Regions from separate parts of the Muntiacus reevesi genome. Here region 1 is linked to region 2. The links are chromatin contacts, called in public Hi-C maps. All regions are on one chromosome and are shown on one strand. The core of a region is the stretch at or near the end of the contact, and the rest is flanking DNA. Distances in the headings are between cores, read along the strand shown. Region 1 holds the start of NAA50 (N-alpha-acetyltransferase 50, NatE catalytic subunit). Region 2 holds the start of SPICE1 (spindle and centriole associated protein 1).

What was found. A called contact is a pair of places that touch in the nucleus more often than the background predicts.
Region 1: a Hi-C map of muscle shows a contact between it and region 2, with 5 times the contacts expected there. The contact joins the promoter of NAA50 here to the promoter of SPICE1 in region 2. A contact is called at or near these places in 2 of 3 Hi-C or Micro-C datasets (blood and muscle).

What each region holds. Positions count from the first base shown.
Region 1 is chr8:37,485,061-37,489,749 of mMunRee1.1, forward strand. It overlaps NAA50 (N-alpha-acetyltransferase 50, NatE catalytic subunit), which reads right to left and starts at 2,959. Exons shown (of 5, transcript XM_065943402.1): 1 at 2,643-2,959. The coding sequence starts at 2,650. ATP6V1A (ATPase H+ transporting V1 subunit A) reads left to right here and starts at 3,661. Exons shown (of 15, transcript XM_065943396.1): 1 at 3,661-3,805.
Region 2 is chr8:37,264,258-37,269,490 of mMunRee1.1, forward strand. It overlaps SPICE1 (spindle and centriole associated protein 1), which reads right to left and starts at 2,859. Exons shown (of 18, transcript XM_065943656.1): 1 at 2,752-2,859.

The DNA of each region.
Region 1 (4,689 bases), core at 1,709-4,208, 220 kb after region 2:
CTCCCACAGATTCAATCATAGTCTCTGGTTCATAAAAAAACAAGCAACCTTGGTACAAAGGAAGTAACAGCTCAAGTAATATACTTCAAATTTCTAGACCATGCATATAAACACATGTGGTAATTAATAACTGGAAATCTATCTTGTTTGGCGGAAAAGCAAATACACGCCAATACCGTAGAAAGTCCTACTGCTACTAATAAACCAAAAATATGAAGAACAAACCAGGTAGGATACTTAAGTTTTAAAAGCTTAAAAATGATAGACAATATAGGTAACAATGCAAAATATTCAAACAGTACATTAATTTAGAGTTAGGAGTTCTACATATTTTCAGTTTTAGGTATTTCTATCCAACTTACAGTTCAATCAGCTCAGTATCAAAAAAAAAAAACAAAAAAACAAAAAAAAAACACTTAGCAAATAAAATTTCCTACAAAAACCACATAATCAGACCCATTGTTTCATTTTCATAGGCCTATATAAACCAAGAGGCAGGACTATTAACACTGACTACATTGCACACAGCAATACACATCTTTGAACTCAAGGACCTTAAAAATCTTTTAAATAACATCTAGTCTTCATTTGTTCAGTCTTAAGAATAAGACTAACAAGTGAAAAAAACTTTAAAGTTCCATCTTAAATAGGAGTTAGTTCATATGAGAAGTAAAAGGTCTATTCCTCTGAAATCACGTTAAAAGTTTACCATTAGGAACAGGATCTTAAGCTCCCAATCGTGAGAGGTGACAGGAACTCGACTTAAGGACTCTTAACTGCCTCATGAGTATATTAACTGATGGTAGATATGAATATTAACTGCTGTTTGACCCCATTTCTACTGCCAAGTTAGTAACAAGAAGGGCATTACATCCTAGGCAGACTGAGCTAGACCAAAAGAATTTGGATATAAACATCCAGAATAATTCCTTGGAGACCCTTCTTTATAAATTCGCGGACAACCTCAACACCAACAACTCTTCAGCCTCGTTTTTATTACTTAAACAAAAGCAAGTAAGTATTGAGTGCCAATGAGAACACAAAAACAAGTAAGAGAAAGCACTCATACTCAAGGAAAGAAAGAGATAAAACTTGCCAAGTTATACTGGATCACATATAAAATAGCCAACATTCTAGATTATGATTCAAGTGCAGCACATACTTCCCATACCCCCGATTAGTATCCTGATTGGAACTCTTTAGAACTTGATGTGAAATAACGCACGAACTGCGAAAATTTCTTCATTTTTTTTCTAAACGTTAATACTAAACAACTTAACAACAAAGATCAAATTAAATTTTCTTGGACCTCTTCTGCGGCCTCAAACACATACACACACCACGAAAAGTGGCGTGTGCGCTCAGTCGCGCGGGACTCTTTACGACCCTACAGACTGCAATCCGCAAGGCTCCTCTGTCCATGGAATTTTCCAGACAAGGATACTGGAGTGGGTTGTCATTTCCTCCTCCAGGGGACCTTCCCCAACCAGGGATCGAACCAGCGTTTCTTTTGTCTCCTGTATTGCAGGTGGATTCTTTAACAGCTGGGAAGCCCCATACACACACTAAAGTAGTATTTAAATCCTTGTTTTAGGCAGTATGAGATTACTTACAACACGGACTTTTACTCTTTCTTCAAAAGGGTTGTGGAACAGTTTGAAAGCCTTCCCTAACTCAAAACATAGTTACAATTCTTTAACTGACTTGCTACAACAGAAAAAACTCAGCCACCTCAGAAAGCTTTTAACACTGACTTATAAGATTCCATTTCTTTCTCTAAGGAGGGTAAAAGCAAGCAAGGGCTAACTCCGTCAATATTTTAAAACACCGTTTTATGTAATTAATACTTTAACAGTGTGTAACTGAGTAGTAAGTTGACATCTTATCGAAACGGAAATAGTCGAACCAAAATAATCCCTAATTTTGTCCAAGAGGTAACCTGTGAAAGAATATTAACTTTGCCAAACACCGTAAGAAAGCTTGCTAGGAACCCAGGACTCCCTCTCGGCCCAGGAGCAATAGGAAAGTGCTGGAGCAATAGCTCCACCTATTGATGAGTAACACTTCCTTCAACATTTTGGCACCCCAAGTCTCCAATGCTCACGCTCTCTCCCCCTCCTCCACTCGCTCTGACCCAACCCAAATCCAGTTGAGTCACTAGCTCTGAATACTACTATCCGTGCTCTTTATTCCAATTCCTGCTCTCTCCAGAAGGTTCTGCGCCGCTTCCAAGTGTGGATAACCCCGAAAGGTGTCAAAGACCACAGTTCTCAGTGTCGAGCCTGGATCTGAAGAGGACAACCGGACCGCTCCCTCGGAGTGCCGGGCCGCGGGTGGCTCTGCCGTTCGCTCCCGGGGAGCAGGAGGCCTCAGGAGCCTCACAACAGCTTTTCCCCGCCGCCCCGCTCAGCAGCTCTTCTCCAAGCAACCCGCACTCGTCCTCCGGGCCCCAATCCTGGGTTCCCCGAGTCCTACCTCCGCTGGCCCTTCAGCCCGCCAACAGCCCGAGCCGAGCCTCCGCCCCCTCCGTGTGCAGAGAAGCCCAGAAACCTCCCACCGCCGGGTCTTCATCCAGAGTCTCATCCCTCCTTCACAGCCTCTCTCCCGCGCCGGTCGGGCCCTGCCCCGCTGCCCTTCCTCACCCTTTCATCTTCCCCGCCTGCTGAGGCCGTTGTTACCGCCGATATCAACGCCGTTGTCGTCGCCGCCCTGAGCTCTCCGCGCCCTCAGCTCGGGCCACTCAACCCCACAAGCCGGCCTCCTCGCCTAAGGCAAGGAGCTGAGCGGGTGACGGAGGCCGCGAGAGTTTAGCGCGGCCCTGCGTCTTCGGAGGGGGCGGAGGTGCCTCCCGCCGCCGCGCTAGTGCAGCAGCTTCTCCACACGTGCACACGGGGAACTAGCCTCCCGCCCGCCGCCACCAGCCAGACCCGCCGCCGCGCCTTGACCTTTCACCCCGCCCCCTCTGCGCGCCGGCGCGTCGGCCGCCCCTCGCGCAGCCGCACTCCAGGCCTCCCCGTACCCTTCCCCCTCCACTTTAAGACCTCCATCTTTCTACTGGGCTGTGCCGTCTGGCGTCATCTTCCTCCTCCCATTCTTTACGACACAACTTGTGAGGCTTGCTTGGTAGGCCCTGGCGGTAAAATCCGGATTTTTCCACCCCTCCCTCTCCCCTCTCGCACTTCAACAAGCTCAGTCTTCCCTGACTCTGGTCTTCCCAGCTGATAGTCTCCAGTATGACCTTCAAATGCACCTGTCTCCTAAAAAGATTTCATAAATCTTGTTCCTCTAAATGTAAAGAAGCCTGTGGAAAGTAATGAGGTGCTTTTAAGACAAATAAACGTAGTCAACAATTGGCTAGGTAACTTGGCTTACGTCCAACACTTTTCAGTTTCGATATCACGTGATTGACCAAACCTCTAAGCCTGGGGATTTTACCGGCAGGCCCCACGGGGACGGAACTCCATTGCCATTTCCGGTCCCTAGACCACGGCGTAAAGGTCACTTCCTTAGCAATGCACTTTAACCCCTTCCACCCACGCGATTTGCGTTGCACTTTACAACCTGATCTTTGTGGACATTTTTTTTCCTTTCTAAAATCTAATCGCAAGGAAATTAATGTTCAAACGATCCGCTAAAATACAAGCCCCGGAGATGCAGCCAGCCCGGCTGGGGTTGACAGGGCGGAGCTCGGGATCACGTGACGACCTACGCCCGCCCCCGTCTGCAGCTGAAGACTTCCCCTCCCGCAGTGACAGAGCCTCTGGGTCGGTGATCGGTACAGTTTCTGCACCTCGCGCCCCGGCAGGTGAGCGGCGACCGGTAACCGGCGGCTGGTGGGGATAGAAGGGGTGGGAGGAGGAGGAGATGAGAGAATGTGAATAGTGGCCTTTGCTGTCCCAGGCTTTCTCCTGCTGTCATTCTGCCCCGGCGAGGATCTCGTTTCTCCATTTATCTTGACCCCCGCCCCCCTCCCGCCACCATGGTCGCCCCTACAACTTAGGGGTTGAGATGTTCACCTTTCTTGGGGCTAGGGGTGAGTGCGGCCATTATGGTTCCCCATTCGAGTCTTTGGGGCTTCGGGTAGTGGGGTTGATTCAGGCATTAGTTGGGGTCTGCGATAGTCTCCAGGTCTCAATCCCCAAAGCCTGTTCTTTGGCAGAGGCCTTGTAAGGTCTTCCTCTTAAGCTCCCGACTCGGGAACCGGGAGATGGGAAAAACCCCGGAGGCAGAGGCGTCTCCTGTGAGACAGGCTTAGGAGAGAATGTCGCGATGCAGACACTCTCTCACTGCAGAGTCACTGCACACTGCTTCCTAGTGTGCATTTTCAGTAATTCTGAGTTTTTATCTGACATCCCTGCGAAAGATATTCACAACTTTTGAATGGGTCTGGAAGGGTAAAAGGTGGCTTTTTACCTTTCTCTTCTCCAATTTTATGGTGTAGAAACGGAGAGGATACTTGAAAGAGTAAAGCTGTACTAGCTTCAAAAACAGGCAGTGTTGTTACTGCGACAGTCTAGATTGAATGAGGAGGCGTTGAAAGATGGTGTTGCGATGTCATGATCTACAGGAGACCCAGGCTAGCTTATGCAGAACTGACTTCCCTGAAAGGGAGTAATTCTACAGAAACAAATTGAAAGATAATAAACCAGTGTGTTTGACCGTAAACTTAAAGGTAAGGAGGTTAAGTCT
Region 2 (5,233 bases), core at 1,609-4,108:
TGGCATCATCAATTCAAAGGACATGAGTTTGAGCAAACTCTGGAAGATAGTGAAGGACAGGGAAGCCTAGAATGCTGGGGTCATGAAGAATCAGACATGACTGAGCGACTGAAAAATGAACAACAGAAAATGAAAGCACTGGCCAACTCTAAAATCCAGCCTGTGAATGGTTAAGTTCACCACAGTATAACGAAGCTGCTGTCCCATCTCTGACTTTCCCTTCACCAACCAACTTCATGAAGGAGAAGCCTGTTTCAGCACTGGGATTTACCAAGCCCCAGTTCACTTCAAACTTTTACAACACAGGAACTACTTATGTGCTGAAAAGTATTCTCCTGAACATCATCAATAATTGACCAAGGATCAGACTTTGTGGTCTAAGAAAGGGATTCTGTGCCACTTACAGATACCAGGTATCATAAGGAGCTATATGTTACATGCTGAAAATGTGAAACTACAGAGATAGGCTAATGGTTTACAGGGCTAACAAGTCAAATAACAAAATTAGCATAGAAATTAATTAAAATTAGCATAGAAAATCTGGGTTGGATTTCTTTGGAGAAAATCTAAAAACTAATAGCTTCCTAATTGCTAAAATTATTGGTCCCTATTCTCTGACCTATTGGTTTCCTATTTCTCTGGCCCTTTCCATCTCTACAGATGCACACTCCTGGAACCTTGCCCCTCTTTTAGCTTCCATGACACACTTCCTCCTGGTTTCTCTCCTATTCTTTTCTCTTTTTCTTCACAGGCTCTGTAGGACCTCTTCACATTCTATGTAATCAAGGATCTTCACTCAGTTCTATGTCAGTCTTCTCTTCCTTCCATCAGACACCCTCTCTCTAGGTCCAAGAATTGTTTTTGAGAGTCTACACATGCCAGGCCCTGGCTGGACACTAGAGACACAATAATAAATGAGTTTAATATGGTGTCAGTTCTCATGGAGTTTACTTTCTAGATCACCAAAAGGCGGTTCCCATCTTCCCTCAGCAATCTCACCTACACCCTTGAGCAAAGCTATCAATGCACTGTGTACACAAATGCACTGTGAAAATGAGCCTCAAATCAAAGAGTCACACCTTTCCTCAAACCCCTAACGCTTGTTTCTAACCTGGCTTCTGCGCACATCTCCCAAATATCTCAAATACAATATGGCCAATATACAGCTTAGCATTCATGCCACCTCCCCACCAATCTCTAGTTCTTGATATATAACTGGCTTGGTCAGTAAACACTGCTGAATAATGCTGAACTACAGAATTACCATCCTTCTAGTTGCTCCAGTTTAAAACCTTAGCATCACCTTCCTGTCTCAAAGCTAATTAGATACCAGAATCTATTCATTCTTTCCCTCCAGTATCCCTTTCATGTCCCCTCTTCTGCATCTCTACCATGAATGCATTTTACAGGTTCTCATTATTTCTAATTGATTTTCCTTTCACACATTCTGTCACCCACTTCATCATCCATCTATTACTCCAACAAGTATTTGAAAGCACCTGCCAAGAGCCAGGCGACAGAGACAGCAAGGAAGCAGAATAACTGTGGACTCTGACAGAACTTAGAGTGCCAGACCACAATTAAATGAGCAATTGCAATAAAAGGCTAATGTTGGAAGGAAATTCAGTGCCAAACAAATACCTAACTTACTGTAATTAGTGAGAAAAGGCCACCTCCTCCAACTCCCCTAAAAACGTTTAAGCTGAGAGCAGAACTATGAATAGAAGTTAGAAGTGGGGGAAAGAATGCTACAGGTTGGGGGCGGGGGAGTGCATTTACAAAGGGTTTGAGTGGTTCTATTTGACTAACAAATATTTGAGAGGGTTAGAAAGAGGACGAAGAGAAAGGCAGAGGCCAGAACGTGGCCCTGAGCCCCACAGGAATTGGAACACAATCCTAAAGACATTCAGGAAACACTGAAAGGTTTTAAGCAGGGGTAATTATGATGGGATTTATCCTACCCACTCTGGATAGTGGAAAACTGATCAAAGGGAAACAAGACTTCTTTTCGAACACTGTCCCTCCAGTCATTCCTACCCAGATATACAGATGGAGTTTAGCTCTCCACACTTCACTACCTTCCTCAAAAGATTTTAACAGCTCTCCCCTGCAAAGAGGAATCCAACTCAGCTTGGCACTCAGGCCCTTTCCTCGCTCCGGGTGGCCTGGCTGACTTTTCCGTGCAGTCTTTTCTCCTCTCACATCTCCCACACATCCTAAAACAAAGCTTTCGTCTTCGTATACAGTCCCAGCCTCTCAAGCTCAGCTTTGAACACCTGTCACACTTGCACTCCCTTTCCACGGGGTTAACTCTCACTCACTCTTCAGAACTCATTCAGGGGGACCCTCCTGACAAACCCTTTCGACTTAAACGATCCGCCGTGTCCCCAAGTACTCTGGGGAGTTGATCTTTCTCCTGCGTGATCGGAAATTCCTTGAAAAATACATTACGGCACATCAATCTCTAGCTCTATGCGGAAGTGACCGAAAGCAAAGCGCAGGCGCACTCTCAGGATGCTCTCACACGTAGTGCGCTAGACACAAACACATCCAGACACGCATCCTAACAGGCACATGCACTCGCAAAACACATGGAGTCGCAGGTGCATTTTGTAATAAGGATCCTCAACCCAGACGCCTGAAACCCCAGGAAACAGAGAGGAAGACGCCACCACCACACGCCCCGCCCTGTAGCCCGGGTTCCTAAGACTCCGTGGGGCTGCACGCCTCCGCCCCATCATTGCAACCTGCCTTGTCGTTCCCCGACAGCTGCCTCCACCACGACTAAAACCTCAAGCTCCAGAACCGTCCGCCCCGCCACAAGTTAACTCAGCTCGCCACTTCCGGGATGTCGCCTAGGTTACCGGAGCCCCACCCCATTCTCTTGCGTATATCCGGCAAGACCAGTGCGCAGACGCCTCTCAGTTTGGCTTGTAGTAGGGGATTACTAGTAGTAGTAAAGTCGTTAAGTCGTGTCGGACTCTTGCGACCGCATGGACTGTAGCCTGCCAGACTCCTCTGTCTATGGGATTCTCCGGGCCAGAATACTGGAGTGGATTGCCGTTTTCTTCTCTGGGGCGTTGGGGGGGGGGGGGGGGAATCTTCCCGATCTTGGAATCGAACCCGGGTCTCCTGCACTGCGGGCAGATTCTTTACCGACTGAGCTATAAGGGAAGCCCAGGGGATTACTAGGAGATCTCGAAGAGTCCGACACGACTGAGCAACTGAATTTAACTGAGGAGATTAAAAGGATTTTCTGTGTCCTGCCTTGCCCGGGTGTGCCCAGAGCAGAGTTCCCGGCAAAGCTTTGGAGGATGGGCGTGTAATAGCATTAGTCAGATTCTTGTGAATTCTCGAAAAGAAAGATGTAGCTCTCCACCCCAAGCTTCACATATCACATTTACTTGCTTTCACTTGTGTTTATTCAAAAATGTTTATTAATACCTACCAGTGTGCCAGAGACGGTTACGACGGGGTCCCTATCCTCAGGAAGCTTACTGTATAATAGGAAACAACTATCAACAATACAAAGATAAGATTAAAATTGTGACAAGTGCTAAACATTAGGCATACTAACTAGATACTAAATTTACAGGATTATTTGAATTACTAGAAGGGCTGAAAAGCAAGGATGAATAAATTACCAAAGAAGGGTAAAGCATTTCTGCAGGGGGAGCCACAAATGCAAAGGTGTGTGGCAAGTGCAAGGGAGTGGAAGAAGTCCAGTATGTCTGGTGTTCAGAGAGCAGTGGGAGCTTGATATAAGTAAGGTTGTCCTAATTGGGGGAAGCCAAGACAAACAAAAGCTGTTTGGCCCATGTCAAGATCTTTACAAAGCATTTCATTGGTTAACAGAGTAAATTTGCTCCAATAATGCAACCTCCTTTAGCTCTTGGTTTTCAACTGAAAGGACACACCTGTACATGGGTCACCAAGTACATGTTCAGTATCTTCTAGATGCAGAGAACTGCCTTCTAATAGTTTCTGCTCTGGTTGAGAAAGTTTGATATAGTTCTATTCAATGGTCAATTAATATAATCATCCCCCTGCATACATCTTCAACTCTCTGCCCTTCTCTGAGTTCCTGTAAACTTGGCAAAACCACAGTCCTGGATAACTCAACAGTGGATTTACTAAGTGCCTATATCCTTGCAGGTGAAACTGGAAGACGAAAAACACTCAGCCATACTGACTTTAAATTCATGATCACAAATTTTAAGTGACCCTTTAAAGATGACTGAAGATCATATTATATTATAATGAAGCAGAATTCTCTGCTTCATTAATTCTCCTACCCTCCTAGATGACAACTTTATACTTCCTCTTATGCTCCAATATCTCTTCTGTCCTGAGTCTCAGCCAGTGACCTTGCTGTCTACTTCATTGACAACACTGAAGCTATATGAAGAAAATGTCCATAAGCTCCTATCACTAATTCAATCCACCTGTCAGCATCTTTACTCATGAACCTGCTTTCCAAACTCAACAAAATCTGAACATAAGAAACACAAACAACGTTACGTCAAGGTACATGATAATCAAATCCAGTGATAAAAAAATCTTAAAAGCAGTCAAAGAGAAGACATTACAGAGAAACAAAAATAAGGATAACAGCATATTTCTCATTAAAAATGTTGCAAGCAAGAAAACAATACATTAAAACATTCTTTTAATGTATTAAAAGAAAAAAGCTGTTAACCCAGAATTCTGTGTCTGTCAAAAATAAATTTCTTAAGTTAGGGAAGAAAAAAATGCTTCCCCACATAACTAATAGAATTTATCACCAGCAAACCCCCACCCACATTATGAAAAATGTTAAAGTAGGTACTTCAAGCAGAAGAAAAATGATATCAGATGCAAATCTGGATTTATACAATGAAAATGGAAAATGGAAAATCTACACTGGAAATGGCTACAGGAGTAAATATATAGATTATTTTTCTTACTCTTTAAATCTTTTTAAAAAATAATTGACTACTTTGGACTTCCCTGGTGGGCCAGCACTTAAGAATCTGCCTGCCAATTCAGGGGACTCAAGTTCGATCCCTGGTCCAGGAAGATCCCACAGGCCTCTGAGCAACTAAGCCTGTGTGCCACAACTACTGAGCCTGCATGCTGTAGTTACTGAAGCCTGCATGCCCTAGAGTCTCTGTTTCACAACAAGCGAAGCCACCACAATGAGAAGTCCACTATGTGAGAAAGCCCACATGCAGCAAGGAAGATTCAGTGTAGC